2 separate regions of the Gossypium arboreum genome follow, and region 2 is linked to region 1. Evidence: chromatin contacts called from public Hi-C data. All regions are on one chromosome and are shown on one strand. The core of a region is the stretch at or near the end of the contact, and the rest is flanking DNA. Distances in the headings are between cores, read along the strand shown.

Region 1 (4,838 bases), core at 1,235-3,734:
TCATGGACCTTTAATGGTGACCCTTGTGATGGTTCATTTGAAGGCTTATGCTGTAACGAGAAAGGCCAAATAGCCAACATTTCTTTGCAAGGGAAAGGATTGTCTGGCAAACTCTCACCGGCTATTGCTGAGCTTAAACACTTGACAGGGCTTTACTTGCATTACAACTCTTTGTATGGGGTGATACCTAAAGAAATAGCAAACTTGACTCTACTCACTGATTTATATCTCAACATGAATAATCTCTCTGGTCAGATTCCTCCTCAGATTGGTGAACTGGGTAGCTTGAAGGGTTAGTGGTCTTGTATTTGAATTTTCTCTTCTATTTACCATTGGTTTTTTTTCCAAATCTTGCTGTGTTTGGATTATGAGAAAATTTTCCATTTTGGGTCTTTATGTTTTAAAGCAAAAATCACTTAACTGGGTTTTTTTTTCCCTTTTCCTTCTTTTGCAAATATACTGTGTAGTGTTGCAGCTCTGTTATAACCAGCTCACAGGAAGCATACCAACACAAGTGGGATCTTTAAAGAAGCTTAATGTACTTGCCTTGCAGTCCAATCAACTTACTGGTGCAATCCCTGCAAGTTTAGGGGATTTGGGTACATTAATAAGGCTTGATTTGAGTTTCAATAGTTTCTTTGGTTCTATCCCTACGAAACTAGCTGATGCACCTTTGCTTCAAGTTCTAGACATTCGGAACAATTCACTTTCTGGCAATGTCCCTCTTGGTACATCTTTTATGTATATATATATATATAACTATATTCTGCTTGGCTTTATGGAAAAATAATAATGAACTTCATTTGATTTTTTTCCCTTCTTGGTTTGATGTAGCTCTTAAGAGGCTGAATGATGGATTCTTGTTTCAAAATAATCCGGGTCTATGTGGGTCTGGTTTTGCATCATTGAAAGTTTGTAATGATTCTGATCATATTAATCCAAGCAAACCTGAGGTGTATGGTTCAGAGGCAGCTGGTGTTACTAGAGAAATACCGGAGACGGCAAATCTTCAGTTACCTTGTGAGCAAAAGCCCTGCTCGAAGCCATCAAAGTCTCAAAGGGGTCCTATTCTTGTTGCCCTGATTGTTGTCATAGTTGCATTATCAGTTATAGGACTCGTCACATTCATGCAATATCATCGCCAGAAACAGAAGCTTAGTAGCTTATCTGAAGTTCCTGAAAACCGCCTTAGCACCGATCAAACCAAGGAGTTTAGTAGGAAGAACGGATCTCCACTCATTAGCCTTGAGTATGCTAATGGTTGGGATCCTTTGGCTGATGGCAGGAACTACAATGGCTTTGCTGAGAGCTTTAGGTTCAACTTAGAAGAGGTGGAGACAGCTACTCAGTACTTTTCGGAGTTAAATTTATTGGGGAAGAGTAACTTTTCCGCAACTTATAGAGGGTTTCTAAGGGATGGATCAGCTATTGCGATTAAAAGCATCGGCAAAACTAGTTGCAAATCAGATGACGCTGAGTTCTTGAAGGGACTGAATGTTTTGGCTTCATTGAAGCATGAAAATTTAGTGGGATTGAGAGGGTTCTGTTGTTCAAAGGCCCGGGGAGAGTGCTTTCTCATATATGATTTTGTCCCTAATGGGAATTTACTAAGCTGTCTTGATGTCAAGGATGGTAATGGACAGGTCTTGGAATGGTCCACAAGAGTTTCCATTGTTAAAGGCATAGCCAAAGGTATAGCATATTTGCATCGTAACGAAGTAAACAAACCTGCCCTCGTTCACCAAAACATTTCAGCTCAAAAAGTGCTCATCGATGATCAGTTCAATCCTTTGCTCTCGGATTCGGGCTTGCACAACCTCCTTACCAATGATATCGTGTTTGCAGCACTCAAGGGCAGTGCTGCTATGGGTTACTTAGCTCCTGAATACACTAGTACAGGCTGGTTTACCGAGAAGAGTGATGTTTATGCATTTGGGGTCGTGGTTTTTCAAGTCCTTTGTGGGAAACGAAATGTGACTAGCTTGGTACGAGTTGGAGGTGAATGTTGTAGAATCCAAGATTTTATAGACCCAAACCTACATGGTAGGTACTTGGAATATGAAGCAGCTAAACTTGCAAGAATTGCTTGGCATTGCACTCACGAGTGTCCTGTAGAAAGACCATCCATGGAAGCAGTGGTTCAAGATCTGGGCGTGTAGACTCGGTTTCAACTGGATTTTCATGTCAAGCTTTTTAAGTTTTGGATTTTTGTGCTTTCATTGGCACAAGTGATGTAACTTTGTAAACCCTTAATTTTATTTTCATCTCCCTAGCTTTATGATGGCTCTTTGTGTTTGCTGGGATACTTTGGGTAAAGTCATGTGAAATTTACTTGTTTGATCAGAGTCTGGTGAGATATTCTGGTATGATATCTTCAGAGTACGAAAACAGAAGATAATAACCATTCCATATTATGGAGCGTTTTAGTAAATATACTTGATTTCTATTTTGTTTTTTCTGCACTTCAAAATGCAATGGGTCAAGCAAAGGTAATAATCCCCTACGTCAAGAAGCAACCCTGGATGCTATCCAAATCCAATTAAAACCAACTTTTTTCTCAAAATAAAAAAATCACCACGAAGGAGGCGACACGAGAAGTCGAGAGTCCAAATCCTTATCGTAGTCCGTCCACACCGAATCTCCTACTTATCACCGTATTAACTCGTAATCAAGAACCAAAGAATTCCACCTCCTTTCATTTGATTTTAGTTCTTTCTTTTTTGTTTCATCCGTTTTGTTTATTATCGATTGAGAAAAAAAAATGGGGAATACGTCTTGCATATTCTTTGCGTGCGTCGATCAGGCCAGTATAGGCGTGGTGGAGAGGTGGGGTCGTTTCGAGAAGTTAGCGGAGCCTGGCCTTCACTTATTTAACCCCTGCGCTGGTCAATGGCTCGCTGGCGTCCTTTCTACCCGAATCTCTTCTCTCGATGTTCGCATCGAGACCAAAACCAAGGTCAAGTCCCGTATTAACCCCTTCCATCAATATGCCTAGCTTCTCTATTTCTAATCAATTCATCATATGAATTTTATCATTTCTTTTTTTTTTTTTTTGTGTGTGCTTGTTTTGCTGGGAAATCGCCCAATATTGAACAAGATTTACATTGATATTGTTGCTTTACTAGCTGAAGATCAATGAGTATGAATACGAGAATGTTACATTTTGTAGGACAATGTTTTTGTTCAATTGGTTTGCTCCATTCAATACCGAGTGATGAAACGACATGCTGATGATGCATTCTATGAGCTGCAAAATCCCAAAGAACAGATCCAGGCTTTTGTGTTTGATGGTCATTTTCTTTGGCTTTCTTTATGCGTATCAGCCATAATATTATGCTCCTTTTTTGGTAAACTAAAACCATTTATGCATCCCATTTCGTCTCATTCTTTTCCCTTGTTGGTGGTAGTGGTTCGAGCTATAGTTCCAAGGATGGATTTGGATGAACTCTTTGAACAAAAGGGTGAGGTTGCTAAAGCAGTGCTTGAGGAAATTGAGAAGGTAGTATAGTTCATTCATTTGCTATACCAGTTATCCTTATGCACCAAACTACTCAAGAGTGCTTAAATTAAGCGCATAAGGCATACATGTATATATACACTCACATACATATATATTTGGTTGTAAAAACTGTTTAACGGGTAGACCGAAGAAGACCAATGATTATATAGGCATGTATATGTATAGATAAATTTTGGTTGTAGAAACTGATGAGCTGGTAAACCTAAGTAAACTTTGATATGTCACTCTCGAAAAAAGTACGATAGATGTCCTTGTACTAAGAGTCATGCATTTTGAGCAAATAAGTCCACATATATTAGATAAAAAAGCAAACTGATCTTTCTGTAAAAAATTTCATCCAGTTCTACGGTTCAAAAATGGTCCTTGTACATCAGTATCAAATACACATGGCACATCATGTGTCACTTTTTGGTTATTCCATCAGTTATGCTAATTTTTACCAGTATAAATGAATGAAATTTTCATAAAAAAGGATCAATTTGCCTCTTTGATTTAACGTATAGAGACTAATTTGCCCATTACTAATTTGCCCATTTTTTAGTAGAGAGGCAAAATGCAATCTAGCGCCTAGTATAGGGGCCTCCATGTTACTTTTACTGTCAGTCTTGTACTTGTTGCTTTCAGTTTGATGTGCCCAATAGTAGATGGTAAGTGAAGCAATGGACTAGCTCTCCTTTGCAATAAAGGAGAGATTAGGACTATTTTGTGGTCTTCTTGTTTGGCCTGCATTTTACCAGAATATGAATGCATGAGGAACAGCCATTTTCATTTTCTTGTAATGTAGCTATTCTTTTTTAATGATACATGATAAATTATGACCATTTTCTATCTAATTGCGCTAGAGTGGTTATGCATGCTTCTAAATTTGGGTTTCCTTTTCTCAATCTATGTGCTTCTTCTCTACCTTTTATGAGGCTATTCATATCATATATTATATTGAATCTGAAATTATGTATCAGGTTATGGGAGAATATGGATATAGCATTGAGCATATTCTGATGGTTGACATCATTCCTGATTCTTCTGTACGCAAAGCAATGAATGAGATAAATGCAGGTAATGACATGTACCAATTAAAGATGTTCCCACTTTTATTGAGCTATCTGTTTTAGTTCTCTCTTTCTGATACAAGCATATAAAATTTTGTTAAAGTTGTGAAAGTACTACCTAAACTCCAGCTTCTGTAAGAATCACGTCTGTCTTCTTGGTACTAATTAAGCTATTAAACGATGCAATGAAATTCAGTGACCATTCAATCTCGAGTCTAATACTCTTGGACTCTTTAGATCCATTTATCTGAAATTTGAAGAAACGCATA
Region 2 (4,838 bases), core at 891-3,390, 290 kb before region 1:
GATAACCATCGCTATCGACTTCTTGATCACAAGGATCACTACTATCATATCCATCATCACCAACCACATAAATATCGGATGTAACATTAAGATTGATATCAATCCCGCGTATAGTCGATTCACTACCAACGTGCGATATTGGAGCCACCATGCATGGTTCTTTAGCTCCATGTTCTTCACCATAGGCAGTGAAATCTTTATTTTGCTCCAAACTGGCTAACTCAGCAAATAAGTGAATCGGTGCATTTTTGTCACTCTGATTCCCACAGTAAAGAGCGATCATTGTCTCTACATCTTCGTCATCTACAAGTTCCATTTTAGTGAATTTGATGGGGTTTGTCCAAACTGGAAACTTGTAAAAAAGTTTCGAGATCCTTCTCCCACAACGTCTTACAATTTTTGTGTTAATCCTTCCCTTCATATCATCTAATGAGACATTTCTATTAAATCTCATTGCTATTTGTTGCCAACATTCAAATATACATCCAACGGTTGTTATCAAGATGACTCTATCGAAATAAACGCATACAAAAAAATGATTATCCATCTTCAATACTCAATCTGTTAAAAAATTAATAAAAAGATCTCAAAACAATTTCAAACAACATAAAAATACTTACATAAAAATTTAATGAATGATAATGGTCAATTTCTAACAATATCAAATTTATTGTCATTTCTAACAATATCAAATATATTAAAAATTTTACAAGATAACATTCTCAATAATCTAAACACAAAACTTAGTAACAAATCACAATAAACAAAAAACTTTAAAACAAAACATAAAAATAACACTAAACAAACTATATAATACTAACAATTTTTTTCTTATCATAATCTATTATATTTGAAAATAACAATAAAAAAATTACATTTCTTTTCTTTCTTCTCTTTTCTTTCTTTCTCCTCTTCTCCCTCTCTTATTCTGCTAAATTTTTTTCCAAACCGATCTGAGTAGGATAGGGAGTGGGGAATATCTTGGGTGTCATTTATCGAGATAGGCACAACTGGTGTTGCCTATCTGATAGGCACAACTGGTGCCGCCTATCTGACACTCTCCACTACTAAAATATATATTTTTTTTACTGTAAAGTGTCAGAAAATGAGGGTCGTGCCGCGTATGCACCGCCCTCCACCCATTCAAATATACCTTTTCAGTACTTAATTTTAGCATCAACCCATTTTCATATTTTTTATATTATTCGATAAAAAACTCTTAATTTTTTTAAGATTTGAGATGAAAGGATGAATTTATTTATTTTACATGTTTAATACTATTTTTTATAGTTTTCTTATTAGTGATCCATTTATCATTGTTTTCTCTATTTATTTATTAGAATATTAAATCATATTATTTCTTTTCTTTAATTCTATTTATGTTCATATTGGTGAAATTTGCTTTAATATGATTTTTAATATATTATTTTGTTTATCACATTTTAATTACCTATATAAATTATATATTTTCAACTCCTATATAGAATAAGGGTAGATTAGACATTTTATTTAGAAATTGTTTTTACAATATTCCTAAAATTCTAAGTTTACTTTTCAAATTTTTCAGTAAATTTTTACTTTTTATTTAAAATTTAAAATTTATTTCATGTTTTCAAATTAAACTCAAATAATTCATGTTAAGCTAAAAGTAAAGAAAAATCTTTTAAATTAATTAATTTTATATTTTATACTAAATAAAACTCATAATTTTTGTCATCACTTCTTTACCCAAATGAAGAACAAACAATTAATTTAATTAATTACAAGTATTTTTGCTTTGGTTTTAGTTTAAGAATATTCAAGATTATATAACTAAAAGAACTTTTAATTTCGTAAACAATTATTAAAATTAGTTATTTAAGTTATTTTCGTTAAGGATAATATGGAAATATAAAATAAAATTTTAAATTTTAGAAGAGATTAAATTAATTAATTTCAATATTATAGTAACAAATCAATTGGCATTATCAATAAATAAATAAGTATAATTTAATAATTTTGTGTATCATTTTAGCATCTACCACCTTTTACTTTAATTCTTAATTTTTTTAATGCTTAAAACGTCCTAGGTGACAAAATTACTAAGGAAGACCCTAAAAGTTGGGTTACCAACAAAGAATTTACCCACTAAATATTGCAGCCCGACCCCGTAAATCTATTTGGTCGAGCCTTCTTTCTAAAAACCCTAACCCTAATAATAAAAGCCTCTGCCACTACCGATCCCCTTGCATATCTTCTAAAAATACATTTACTCCGTTGGCTTTTGAGGAAAGAGGCAACCAAAGGCTGTTGCTTAACACTTAACTTCTTTCACTTCATCCACTTCTTCCAGGTTTCCTTTTCTCTTAACTTCTTTCACTTCATCCACTTCTTCCAGGTTTCCTTTTCTCTTTCCCTTTTATTTTCCTTGGTATTTTTATTTGATGTGTAAAATAGCTTGCTTTGGAATTGGGGTCAGATTAATGAGCAAAATAAGAAAGAACAGTGCTTTAGGTTTTCTGTATTCTGGGTTTTATAGCTCTAGTTCACCGGATTGATCTTCAATCAAACAAGTAAAAACCCACAATTTTTGGGTTATAACCTTTTCCAGTTTTCGCAACATTTCCGTTACTGTTTTAAAATGGAAATCATTGGATTGATCATCTTCAAAGAACCATTTTAGGCAACCATCCTTGACAATCCCCACCATCGAATTTGTGACACTGGGCCTTGGAGTATTTAGTCTGAATCCTAGAACCTACCAACATTTCTGGTAGCAACCGCAGTCCTGGATTTATAACTTTATTGTTGTGGCAACTCACAATACAATTTTCAGCTTTGACTCAAATTCTGCCATTCCTCTGATTGAGCCTTTCATCATCTGCATCTTTTAAACATATTTCTCATTTCAACCTCTGAACTTTTCTCCCATTTGCATTTCAGATTGCAGCTCCATTTTCAACTGCTCCTAGTTTTTCCAACCTTGGTGACAATCCTATCAGCATCCTTTTTTCAATTAACCCATTTCCTTTTGAGTTCTAGTCAGACTGTTATCTCTTATGACATGTTTCAACTCAGAAATCGGTAAAGAAGAATGAGGACAAAGCAGAAAGAAACTAAGGGAGAACTGAAACTGAAAATAGAATTTTGTGAGAAAATTGATGTGCATTTAATTGCCATCACCCCTTGCGATATCATTTATATATTGATATTTCTAGCTAAAAGCTGACTGAGTCTTAAGATTTTTAATTTTGTGAATTGCTTTTGGATGATAACTTTTTTATTTATTAGAAATTGATTGTACTGAACAGAACACAAAAGCAACTATGGCCTACGCTGCAATGAAGCCGACCAAGCCTGGTTTGGAGGAGCCCCAAGAACAGATACACAAGATCAGAATCACTCTCTCCTCCAAGAATGTGAAAAACCTTGAGAAAGGTACCGATTTATCTTATACCTCTATAATCTTGTTACTATCAAATTTTCCTCTTCTTAGCTAAATTTCATATAGTGATGAGTACTTTCTGGGGGTCTGATATGGATTAAATGGATAGACTAAGCATTGGTTAGTCTAATGTCTATATGTCTAATTGATAGTTTGTGCTGATCTGGTTCGTGGTGCCAAGGATAAGAGACTGAGAGTTAAGGGACCTGTGAGGATGCCTACCAAGGTTCTTCACATTACAACAAGGAAGTCTCCATGTGGTGAAGGTATTTACTCCCCTTGAGTCCAACGGACTCTTATTGTATTGTGTAGCTTACATTATTACCCAATTATTTATGTTTGAAACTATTTTGACTCTACCTCGAAAGCATGTTTCAGAAACCTATTGTATGGAGAATACTCTAGTTCCCTGTTCGTCAGAAATGATTTTAGAAATGGTATCTTGTTGTGATGGAGCATATAATACTGCTGAATTTCTGTTTTTCTCTGTAATCATAACACCCACAAGAAATAGGTCTGTCTATGCATTCTTGCCTTGTCCTCTGCATTTTATACAACTTTTTTGTAATTGCATGCTGTTTTTCTCTGTAATCATAACACCCACAAGAAACAGGAGTGTCTATGCATTCTTGCCTTGTCCTCTGCATTTTATACTACTTTATTGTAATTGCATGCTGGTTAATAATTTTGAATTCCACATCCATCTTTTTCTTGAAGGAACTAACTGCTAACTTTTTGCTTGTTCTGATATGTTGAACTTGACTTTGCTAATGTTAGATGCTTGAGCTACATGGTGCACATGTGATTTGTTTGTGTTAAAATAACAATCTAGTATGCTAAGGGTCATGATGCATCAAGACTAATCATTTGGGTGGTGTGTAGGAACAAACACATGGGATCGGTTTGAGCTTCGTGTTCATAAGCGAGTTATTGACCTCTTCAGTTCTCCTGATGTGGTGAAGCAGATAACATCTATTACCATTGAACCTGGTGTGGAGGTGGAGGTCACCATTGCAGATTCTTAAATATGGAGTCACTTCTGCTCTGCTTAGAATGATTTGTAGGGTTCCTTAGCTTGTATTTTTCCCATACTAGTGTTGAAGTGAGTCTTCATCTGTTTTATGGCTCCAGGTTTTGTTTCCTTTTTGTTATCCGAAGATTATGTTTGGATTTTTTAAATTTATTTGAAATCAAAAGTCAAGAAACGAGTTGTGTAGTATTTAAGGACATGAAAGAGACTAATATAATTTTTGTTGCATTTTTCTTTAGTACTTTTTCTCATTAAAATTTTTTATGGTTGGTATATCTCTCATCAGTTCATTCATCACAGTTTTTAACCAAAGTAAAAAAGTATTCTTGAAAATCTTTAAATTCAATTAAAAGTAAAGATACTTATGAAAAAACCCAAATAACA

What was found. Hi-C and Micro-C count contacts between places; a contact is called where the count stands out from the background.
Region 2: a Hi-C map of leaf shows a contact between it and region 1, with 3 times the contacts expected there. The contact joins the promoter of LOC108484146 here to the promoter of LOC108486519 in region 1. A contact is called at or near these places in 2 of 5 Hi-C or Micro-C datasets (both in leaf).

Annotation. Positions count from the first base shown.
Region 1 is chr9:41,691,735-41,696,572 of ASM2569848v2, reverse strand. LOC108486519 (protein PPLZ12) reads left to right here and starts at 2,484. Exons shown (of 5, transcript XM_017790609.2): 1 at 2,484-2,956; 2 at 3,170-3,290; 3 at 3,408-3,499; 4 at 4,480-4,576. The coding sequence starts at 2,762. It overlaps LOC108486518 (LRR receptor kinase SERK2-like), which reads left to right. Exons shown (of 3, transcript XM_017790608.2): 1 at 1-292; 2 at 468-728; 3 at 835-2,431. The coding sequence ends at 2,159.
Region 2 is chr9:41,983,596-41,988,433 of ASM2569848v2, reverse strand. It overlaps LOC108484146 (40S ribosomal protein S20-2), which reads left to right and starts at 2,140. Exons shown (of 5, transcript XM_053019522.1): 1 at 2,140-2,377; 2 at 2,923-3,128; 3 at 3,291-3,417; 4 at 3,577-3,690; 5 at 4,307-4,692. The coding sequence starts at 3,306. The coding sequence ends at 4,449.